Regions from separate parts of the Anser cygnoides genome. Here regions 1 and 3 are each linked to region 2. The links are chromatin contacts, called in public Hi-C maps. All regions are on one chromosome and are shown on one strand. Each heading gives the region's core, a stretch centred on a gene start, on an enhancer-like site or on the middle of the called end of the contact. The rest is flanking DNA. Distances are from core to core; before and after follow the strand shown. Region 1 overlaps COQ8A (coenzyme Q8A). Region 2 overlaps XDH (xanthine dehydrogenase). Region 3 holds the start of LCLAT1 (lysocardiolipin acyltransferase 1).

Evidence for each region. Hi-C and Micro-C count contacts between places; a contact is called where the count stands out from the background.
Region 1: a contact with region 2 is called in a Hi-C map of liver, with 2.4 times the contacts expected there. The contact joins two enhancer-like sites. A contact is called at or near these places in 2 of 7 Hi-C or Micro-C datasets (both in liver).
Region 3: a Hi-C map of liver shows a contact between it and region 2, with 2.4 times the contacts expected there. The contact joins the promoter of LCLAT1 here to the enhancer-like site in region 2. A contact is called at or near these places in 2 of 7 Hi-C or Micro-C datasets (both in liver).

What each region holds. Positions count from the first base shown.
Region 1 is chr3:19,253,913-19,257,691 of Taihu_goose_T2T_genome, forward strand. The region is part of intron 1 of COQ8A (coenzyme Q8A); the gene reads right to left. Among named protein-coding and RNA genes, the nearest start is that of COQ8A, 5.1 kb to the right of the region's middle. Within about 2 kb of position 2,224, at least 2 of the 3 cell types and tissues checked have open chromatin away from gene starts, as enhancers often do. A contact at or near this core is called in liver, where this site is marked.
Region 2 is chr3:18,983,259-18,986,770 of Taihu_goose_T2T_genome, forward strand. XDH (xanthine dehydrogenase) reads right to left here. Exons shown (of 38, transcript XM_048078421.2): 32 at 3,314-3,388; 33 at 2,315-2,367; 34 at 1,780-1,894; 35 at 1,001-1,066. Among named protein-coding and RNA genes, the nearest start is that of XDH, 41 kb to the right of the region's middle. Within about 2 kb of position 2,058, at least 2 of the 3 cell types and tissues checked have open chromatin away from gene starts, as enhancers often do. A contact at or near this core is called in liver, where this site is marked.
Region 3 is chr3:18,639,044-18,642,479 of Taihu_goose_T2T_genome, forward strand. LCLAT1 (lysocardiolipin acyltransferase 1) reads left to right here and starts at 2,131. Exons shown (of 6, transcript XM_048078411.2): 1 at 2,131-2,286; 2 at 2,404-2,509.

The DNA.
Region 1 (3,779 bases), core at 974-3,473, 270 kb after region 2:
GCAGCAGACTACAGTAACTTCAAAACAAGTGTTATTCATTAAGATGCTCTGTAACTTATCTCTTTCCTTTAAACTACACTGAATATGTGCCTTGCTTATCCCTTCGTTCTTCTCTCTCCTTGCATCTCATGTACGTTTCCACTTCAAAGGAAATTTGTTTAAAGATCTGACCTGCAACAGAACTAAGAGTTCAATTATTAGACTTCTGCCCCGTGGCTTTGATTCAAGCCTCCTTAAACTAAATTCAAGTCTCTGAAAGCAACTTTAAAACTACCCTTGCACAGAAAGTTTTCCAATGCAATTCAAGACAAACACCTTTGAAAGGCAGGCAGAACTTGTTTACTCTCTGATCATTGTAACAGCAGTACGTGCACTGATAGAAGTGGGCTGCCTGGTAGACAAATGCATCTTTCCACCAGAATTCACAAGGCTTCATAACCGCTTCTGGCAAGTGACAGAAATGTAGAAATAATGCATTCACAATTAAGATCCTAGCAAGAGAGTGCATTCCCTCATTACAGTTCACTTCCCCTATAATAGTCTCGATACAATACACTAATAAATTCTGCCCCAGGCACACGTTTCCCACTACACTGATGTAGATCTGATTTGTTTTGATTTTAAAGCTAAAACTCACTCACTTTTCTCCAAGACTGGGTTCTGCTCCTGCTCCAGTAAAATAAGTATTTGCAATTCGGGGACCAAAAAAAAAAAAAAAAAGTTTCATTTACCTCATTCTAAGGTCTTTAAAATACACTATCCAGGCAAGGAAAGATTTATGCCATTTTCACACTTTCTTGCTCTGTTGCATCGTGGCTGTGATGACACTAGTTTGGTTTTCTAACTGGAGTATAAACTCTCCAAAGCAGGGGCTATCAAGCCACTACCCATCATTCACCATTTTTCCTTTCAGAAAGGCGGGTTTCTGGATGTAAGAAGTGACACACTTTACTCCACTATCCTTTGATCCTGGAATTATGAGGCTGTTTCTTCCAATCCCCATTTCAACCAGCACTGATGCAAAGCAGCATTTACAGTCCCCTCTTCCTCCACCAAGGTAATACAACCAAAAGCAGCAGTCCTCACATGATCTATTCCTCGTGAATTAATTTCACAAATAATCACATTAATCCCGACCATTAACCCTAGCGGAGGGCTACTGCGGGCCTGTCATCTTCATCCACAGTTGACTCAGTTCCAGCCACACAAAGCTACTGGGTTTTGTTGTTGCTTTTCCCTCCTTTTTATGCACTGGACACTACTTATAATAATCCTCTATATAGCTCAAAAGCTGTAAGCACAAGTGTAGCTTTAATCATGTGAATAATTCTCAAAAATACTGTGAAAAAAGTTGGTTTTTATGCATGTGGCTCCTTTATCCAGCAGCATGGACAATTGTTCATTAAAACAAAAATGGAGCATGACTGAAACACACAAGTTAACATTAGATTTGGGCAGATGTCATATTTGAAGCATATATTTAACACACTGAACTAGTAGAAGCTGGATTTACACTTTTGTTTTTATGGCAAACTTGGACAAAACCACAATTGACACAGTTAACAAGTTCCAAGACATCCCTCTGTCAGTGTTGTTATACAGCATCCCTTCAAAAACCGAATTTTCCACAGTACAAGAGCTCTAACCTGGAGCATTTACAAGAATGTTACACTAAAGCTCTACTGATCAAATCCAAATGTTTGCACTTCAAACAGAAAACAAACATGACAAACCTCTCTGTCCATGTTTGCAGAGTAGCTTTATGCTCTCCGAGTCACTTTATCAGTTAGGAGAGAAGAGACCACTGCATTCGGTGCCCTGCCTGATACACAGGGATCTGCACGGCTTCATAGCGTGAGGCTTCACACAGGCAACCGACAGGGCTCCCTGCGGAGCTCGTGCTCTGAACTTGAATGCCAAGTAGGAAGGAGGGAGGCTATCAGTTGGCAGTTGTGGGTTGTTTTTGTTTTGTTTTGTTTTTCTACACACACTATCATTTTGTAATTGTTTTTATTTCAAGTTTTACTTTTCTTAAAGCATGCAGAATGCAATTTGGAAACTGGAAAGCAATAAAAAGCTCCATCTCGCAAACAAGTGAGATTCCTTTCAAATAAAACACACCATTACTTAAGACCATATTCTTGAGAAAATGAAAGCTTTTCCTCTTGCATTTAAAGAGGTATCAAGTCTTCACTAGTACATCGCAAAGAGCTACAGAAATGGGACTGTTTTCTAAGTTCTCTATTACACAGGGAAGTCAGCAAGTAATTTACCCAAAGTTACATAACATGTCAGTGCCAGAGCTGGGAAGAGAAATAGTGCTCTCTCCTAAGCAAACCGCCCCTTACAGCATACGGTCTAGAATTCAAGTGTACTTAAAACAACAAAACACTATAGAGCAAAATGAAACTAGGATTCATAGCCAGCATCTTACCAACATATTGTTAACAGACACATCTGAAGGATTAAATGATGAACAAGCAAAGGTATAAAAAAAATATGATTAGAATCATAACTTTCTTGGAAAACTAGACACACCCTATAACTTTACTATAAATCTATCTTCCTCGGGTATAAGATGACCTTTTTCTTATAATCCTTTTTGCAGACAGAGACAGAACCACGCACGCTATGTCTTAAGTCACTACTTAAAAAGTCAGCACGAGGTACTACGCATTTTCATCTATGGCTGGCACAGACTTGCACACCGAACATAACCCCTGTTATCACTGTGAACAGCAGGTCAAACACCTCGGCCTCCCACTATTGATCCTGGAGGTGTGCATATCTATGCAGATCCCATGCCTTTCAACATTGCCCAGGAGACCAGGGTTATGTTCAAATTTAGTAACTTACAACACATACTAGTCTATTCATAGCCCCCTGAGCTCACATAGCTAAGGAGCTGGTAATGTTTCTTGTTCTGGCTGTGTCAGAATCTTTCTGTAAGAAGAAAAAAATTATAGGATGCAAGAAGAGGCAAAGGAGACTGCTGCAAGAAGGCATGAATTGATCTAATTCTCACTAAAAAGGAAGTGTTTGTTGGGAATGTGAAGGCCAAAGGCAGCCACAGCTGCAGTGACCATGAAATGGTGGAGTTTAAAATCCTTAGGGAAGCAAAGGTGATGAAACCATTTCCAGACAAACGAAGAAAATCACCAGGTGTAGTCAGCATGCATTCACCAGGGGGAAGTTATGCTCGACCAACCTGGTAAGGTTCTGCACTGAAATGACCAGATGATGGGTGCCAGGAGAGCAGTGGATAATGCCTTCCTAGACGTCAGTAAGGCTTTTGACACTGTCCCCCATAAGACAGCCATAGAGAAGCTGTTGATGTATGGGCTGGATGAGCAGGCAGGGAGTTGGATCAAAAACTGGCTGAACAGCTGGGCCCAGGGGGTAGTGGCCAGTGGCACATCTAGTTGGGGGCCAGGAACAAGTGGAGTACCCCAGGGGTCAATACTGGGTCCAGTCCTGTTTAACACCTTCATTAACAACCTGGACAATATGATAGAGTGCCCCCCCTCTATATTTGCAGAGGACACAAAACTCTGGGGAAGGACTGACTCACCAGAAGGTCATGCTGCCATCCTGCAGGACCCGGACAGGCTGAAAAGGTGTGCTCACAAGGATCTCACAAAGTTCAACAAGGAGAATTGCAAAGTCCTGCACCTGGGGAGTAACCGCCTGTCCTACAGGGAGAGGCTGAGAGAGCTGGGAGTGTTCAGCCTGGAGAAGAGGAGGCTTAGGAGGGATTTTATAAATGTGTATAAATGCCT
Region 2 (3,512 bases), core at 808-3,307:
AGCTCCATGTGCTTGCAATCCTGCAGCCATACAACTAGTTTGCCCCCAAGATTCTCTGCAGTGATACATGGAAGGACACAGGAAACTGCCACCTTTGACAGGTTCCATACAGCCTGTATCTTTATTCCCAGCCCCTATTTAACATGCTGAGAAGACAGAAAGGACCCCTTGCCCCTTGGCCACTTCCCAAAAAAAAAAAAAAAAGCCTCTTTCTGAAAACATGCTGTTTTCAATGCACCTTATGTTCTGGAAATAGATCCTGCAGCAGCAGCACTGGAGTTGCACTATACTGACACCTACAGTTAGCAAGGCAGCATTGCCTAGGTAAACAGGTGCAAATGTCTAGTGACACATCTCCCGGTGTATCAGACTACCTTATTTTTATTACCTTTATTTGCTGGGTAGTTTCATTGTGATTATTACTGCACAAAATACAGAAGTACATTTGTACCTGCCTGAAAATTTGCAAGCTAAGTAACTAGTCCAACTTCCTATTGAGATCCCTGCACAGCAGTAGCTGGAGAACAGAATTAACTGCCCCAACTCTTTATTCACAGAATTAAATGGGAATTGACAATGACAATAGGAGTATAGAAACAGGGCGTGGGATTTAGCCTAGACACGCCACATAGCAGAAGTTGGTCCTGGGATGAGGTTATTCCATTGTATTAATATTCTCTGGATTAATTTCTTCGGTGAGGTATACATTGAAAAGCATTGGTGTAGCAGTAACTGGAGAATACCCTGTAGTCTTTATATCTGCCCAATACTACTACTAATAAAAAGGTATTTCACTACAAAATTTTGTGCCTATTGCATAGTTAACTGTGGGTCAAACTTTCATAATGTTCTTAAAATGCATCTCTGGATAGCCAATTTAAGTTTAAAATATTCTGTTTGTAAATGTACAAGCTGGAGTTGGATAATGGTTCATCTAGAAAAGCCTGAGGGTAATGTGATCACACTAACATGGTGAAATTAGTGACACTATTTCACTTACCTGTCCTATATCTATGGCTGGGTTGAGACTGGTGCCAACATCCATTACAATGTCTGTGCGAATGTTCTAAAAGACAGAAATAAAGAATAAATCAGCACAGACATTGAAACTTGTACACAATGGTTTTATATGAGGAGGCACAATATATCCACCACTATCCATACTTGGCCACTGGTCAACAATCTATGTCAAGCTCAATTCTTCATACTATCTTTTAAAGGGAGTTCATCTCTAAAGTAAAACAAAGGAACTCACTGAAGTTTTCCCTGGAGATTCATCAGACCCAATCTGCATTAATCAAAACTGCCAGTGTCAGTGCTCTGTACCTAAGCATAGCCAATTAGGCCAAATGCTAATGAATCGTCTTCTCTCCCTCTCCCCCCCCCCCCCCCCCCCCCCCCCCTCTTTCTCGTGAGCACACTTCTCCCTCTTTCATCCTTAAAAGATTCCAGTGTTAGTTTTAATGATTAACTCAGTTCTGGTATGTTGCTGTTCCTTTGTGCTAACACAGTGCTGATATCTCTTACATAAGCAAATCCAATAACTTTTGCAATCATTCATTAAGCCTCCTAATATCCCCGCAGGTCAGACAATTCTCAATTTATTATACTTTATGGACTGTTGCACTGTGGAACACAGGAGTTAAGAAATTCAGTGAAGGTCACACTGGACCAATGACTGAGCTAGGAACAGGCTGACACCCACTATTTGTTCTAACTCCCTGTGAACATTTCTTATAACTAAACAAAAAAAGGCTATTTCACTGATGATCCCCTCACCTTGTGGTCACCTGTCAGGCAATCTATTTCAACCTCGGAGCAAGCAACGCCGTAACTGAAGTAGCAGAATGGCTTCCCTTCATTCTTTTCAAAATCGTAGCCAAGATCAGGAATTCTTGACACAAAGAAAAACAAAACCACATTTCATTCCACAACTTAAAATCTTTATTCACTTGTGTTTTACCTCCTCCATCAAACCCATGCAGAAATGAAAAGCATAAACAACTACAAATAGAAATCTCCTAAAGCTACCCTGTATTCCCAAACCTTATTGAAACTATTTTAGCTATTTTCCAGTGAATCTCAGATCTTATGGTGAGTATTATGGACTCATTGCCATAAATCCAGTAGCAAATCCTTTGCTTTTTGAATGTAGTTGAACATTTCTTGGAGGTCATTTGCAATGATTCTAGGCAGCAAAGGGCATACAGCCCTTGGTTAGAGCAGTGACAGGGGGATTAGGGCTGTAAATCCTCCCAGAATCTCCTTGGATGCAACTAAGAACTGTGCCTCTGTAGTGTGAATATTCACTCACCTATAAAACCCCGTGGCTGACAGGCTAACACAGTTCTGATAGGCGGTTTTAATCTGCCAAAGTGAATAAGAAATTGAAAACAATCATTGTCCAACCAGTGCCTGGAAAAACAGCTACCCCAAATACATTATTCCCAAATACATTGCAAGGAGAGCATGAACAGGTGTCCAATGACAGACAGCTGTGACACTACCCAGCACCAACATTGCCAAGGGAAACATCATCTTGCTTCCCCAGATAGCCTTGTCAGCAGCTACCAAGGTATAGTGGTAGAGGTGTAAGACTTACTCATTTATTTGTCTCTCAGCAAGATTAGTCTTTCAAGCTCAGAGACAAAGGTTAAGCTATCAGTCTCCTTGACTTCACTGAGGCCAGGAGAAATCCTGTCCTGACATCCAAATTACAAAATCGAAGCTCCTCCTTTGAAGAGGAGCTTCTATTGAAATTAAAAAAAAACAAAAAAAACTTTAAAGTTCACAATTGAAAATAGTTTTAGAGTGTTACAGCACACCAATCTCTTATTATTGACGTTATAGAGTTATTTAGGTTATAAGTTATTTATAGGTGTTATAGGTATATTTTATAGGTTATTTATAATTATCTAAATCACAGCCAAGAAGCACTATAGGAGGTGGCGGGTAACTCAGCAAAGTCATCTTTGTCACAGAATCCCTTCATTACAAATTAGGTTTCTTTCTGTCTGGGACTGGAGCTTGACTACATAGATATATGTAACCGCTCAAAACTTATTTGGTAAAGTTTGTCATAGGCAGGCCCCAGGATCTGGGGAAATCTCCATATTAAAGTCACAACTGATGTTTTGGGAATGAACCCTTGCTGGCTTTGGTTACTTCCCTTGCCAGGTTTCTGCTTTGCTGTCCTTTCTCAAATCTTTGCTAGTGAGATGCAGACCTGGAAGATAACTTATAAACAGGGTTTGCCAATGCAAACAATCTGTGACAATGCCCACCTGTCTCATGACATATACAGACAGCTTACCCAATCTTCCCAGGATCCTTTCGGATTAGACTGTTTGATTGGATCAAGTCTTTTTAAGATGGTCTGACATGCATTCTAAAAACAAATAACAAAAAGCAGTATTAGAAGATTTGAAAAGTCAGCCTATAGTATTAAGAGAGTAATACTAGTCTCAAAGAACCTTCTGTTTAAATCAATATTGCCTCCAGGACTTTGGCAT
Region 3 (3,436 bases), core at 881-3,380, 340 kb before region 2:
CTCTGAGGGTAGTTTCCCAAGGGATCCCTCGCACTAGTACCCTAAACAGCCAAAAGTTTGCCTTTCTGAGATTTAGTGTCTTGCCTTTATATTCTGCCCATCCCGAATCCATCATGACTGAGAATTCTACCAGAGCATGTTCACCAAAGCCCAGGGTATCTCCAGTCTTGATCCCTCTGATAAGTTTTTCAGCATTGGTGAGCAACAGGTCCAGCAGCGTATCTCCTCTGGTTGCTCTTTCTATCACCTCTGCTAGGAAGCTGTCCTCAATGCATTCTAGTAGTCTCCTGGATTGCTTGCAGTTTGCTGTGTTGCTTTTCCAGTAGGTGTCAGGGTGGTTGAAGCCACCTAGTAAGATCAGGGCCTTCAAGCATGATGCTTCCTGTAGCTGAAAAAATAGCTCTTCCTCAATATCCCCTCCTTGATCGGGTGGCCTGTAGAAGACACCAACCATTAAGTTTCCTGTGTTGGTTTGGTCTCTTAATTTTTACATGTAAACTCTCAACCTATGCATTGCTGTTCTTCAAAGACAGCTCCATTCAATCAATCCCCCCCCCCCCCCCCCCCCCCCAGTTTTGTTTGTTTGTTTGTTTTTCATCCCACTAAGTTTCTGTGACAGCAATCATGTCATAGTTTTCTAGCTGGGCAGTGGCTACCAGCTCCTCCTGTTTGGTATTCGTGCTGTGTGCATTGGTATAGAGGTACTTCATTTGGTCTTTTGACTGTCTGACCTTTTTGACAGAACCTTTCTGGAGGGACAATATGGTGATAACCAACAGAAAGACCATTCTATTCATCTGAGAGGCTGACAAACTGGTTAATGAAAGTCTCTAGCAGTGAGGGGAAGCCCTGGCCCAACGCAATAGTAAGAAGATGAAGGGTTGAGGAATCTTTTGAAACTGTAGGTGGTTTGAAGGAGAGGCTTTTGGATATGGATTTAAAGTACTCTGAGAATTCAGTTGAGTATTGTATCAATTTAAATCTTTAGCTTTACAAAAAAAGGTATGACAATGGAATTTCCAACATTTTTAGGATGAGATTCCTGGAACATTCATTCACTAATTTTTTATTTCCAATATTGACCAAATTGATGAATGATTTTCAACTCCACAAGGGTACTTATTAAGGCAATGCACTCTCAATGAATGATGATGATAGATGCTTCCAAAGAGCTGATGTTGGCCTCAATATTACCTACAGCAGAAAACAGGGATCCCACCAGTGGAGTGGCTATGGGGCAATATATCTCAAAACGGTTATGGGGTCAGGTTTTTCTGTGGTACTTGAACTTTACAGGTTTGCCAAGGGATGTGTTTGCCATGCACAGGAAATGGTTAAGGGGTCAGAAAGAGAACCCAGATCACTTTGGCCCTAATCCAGCAGCTCCATTGAGCAGGACACGGGCTTGGCTTGGTTTTAAAAAAGCATAAAACTTCACTTTAAACCTCCTGGAGTTTTCTTTCTTGGGTTGAGGGTTTCCCCAGATGTGTTCACCTTGTAAAAACATGTACGTGGAAAGAGTATAAAAGGGTTAACTGAGTCAACAACGCGCAGCTGTAAAGTTCAGTGCAATAAAGCTGAAAATATTGCCAGTTTCAGAGAGAATTCGGACTAACCACCCCCAGGCCTGCCCTAACAGCACTGGAAATCATTCCACGGCTGTTTGCTGCTGCTTTCTTTCCTGCCTGCCTGACAATTTTACGAGAAAACCCGTTGCTAGCAGCAATAGGGTACTTTGCCCACAACACAGCACTCTTGGGCTGACTAGCTGTCGCACTTTATAGCTAATAACGGAATGAAGATGATTGTATTGTTATTATTGTTGTTATTGTTATTACTGAGTTCCTCACAGCCCTGCACCAGAAGGCCCTGTCACCCAACGGCCGTTGGCAGTCCTGTTTTGGGGAGGAAAGGCCTGGCAGGGGTAGGAAGGAGGGCAGAGGAGAGGTTGTGCAATGCGAATTCCTGTCATTTTGATCAAACTGTTGCAAAATGTGGCTGAAAACTGCATATGCTTCGCTATACGCCGGCAGGCAGAGCAGCTTTGGGGCCTGCGGGACACCGCCCGCAGCCCCTTTAAGGGAGGCCGGGCGCGGGAGCGCCGCCATGGCAACGCCTTGACAGCCGCGACCGGAAGAGATCGGGGGGGGGTCGGAGGTCGCTGCTGGCAGCGCCAAGATGGCGGCGGCCATGGCGGCGCTGGGCGCTGGTGCGGCCGCGGTCCGCGCACCGGCGGCCCTGTGAGCGGGCGGGGGCTGCTCCCGGCGCGGCGCCGCCTCCCCTCAGGTGAGGCCGGGCCCCGGGGGCTCTTTCGGGTGGGTTGCGGTGGCCGAGGGCGGCGGGGCTGCAGCCACGGGGCTCGTTCGGTGGGGCCCGGCCTTACCTGCTGCCCTTCCTCCCCAGGCATGGCCGGAGCGTTGTAGGAGGGCTGCGAGCCGCGGAGATGCCGGGCGGGGACACGCCGCAGGGGAGTGCCTGAGATCGTCTGGGAACACGCTGTGTGAAAAGTGTACGTCACGAAACCTTGGCTTCAGTACCTTTAATTCTGTTATATCTAAAGGGACAGTCGCATGATTGTTGTTATACTCTCATCCTTAGCATCTGTCCTTCTTAAGAAAGCAGAGTCAGTGTAGACTTCTGTAGAAGATTACAGTAAAGTTCTGTGTAGATTTGTTTCATTTTTTTTTTTCCAACCATACTCCTGTGGTTTTCCCTAGTCGCCGTGCCTCTTGTCACTTCTCCCATTGGTGATGCCGTGCGTGCTGCTATCTCGGCTAGATTTACTCTGTAGCAAAACTAAACTTTGACCCAAATGTCCCATGTGCCAGAAGTGCGGGATGAGGATCAGAACAAGGTCTGTAACTTGTGACAGCCAAACTGCTGAGAACTTAACTGGCTGCAGAAAGCTGGGTACCAGAAATAAACGCTAGAGTTAAACTACGTGTGCAGCCTTGCTTTGGTTCTTATGCATATTCACTGCGATACCATTCTTGGATGTAATTATTTTTAAGCCGTACTTAACCTAGTTTATTAAGTGGGGTGTGCTTACATAATGGGTTGCGTATTTTGCTTATTGATTGCTAAGCATCTCCATAGGAGATGTTCCTTCTTTTAAAGACACCGCCTAATCTCTGCTTTTGGACACTTAGACTTTTCAGTAGTATTTACTCTGGCGATGTTTTAGTCTTTATCAAGCACAAGCTTATTTTGCAGTAACATGGAAAAAAAAAAGAATCTATTTGTTTTTCTTTGTTACAAAATGGGGAAACTAGGATTAAAAAGTAGAAAAGTCAAAGTATGTCTTAAAATGAACACCGCTGAAACGTTGGTTGGCTCATCAGATTTTGTAGTGTTTTTTTAACACTCAGAATAGAGAGCTTCAGTGGGGATTTTAGCACTGTTAAGGTTACTTGATTCAACAAATCCGTTCTCTGTT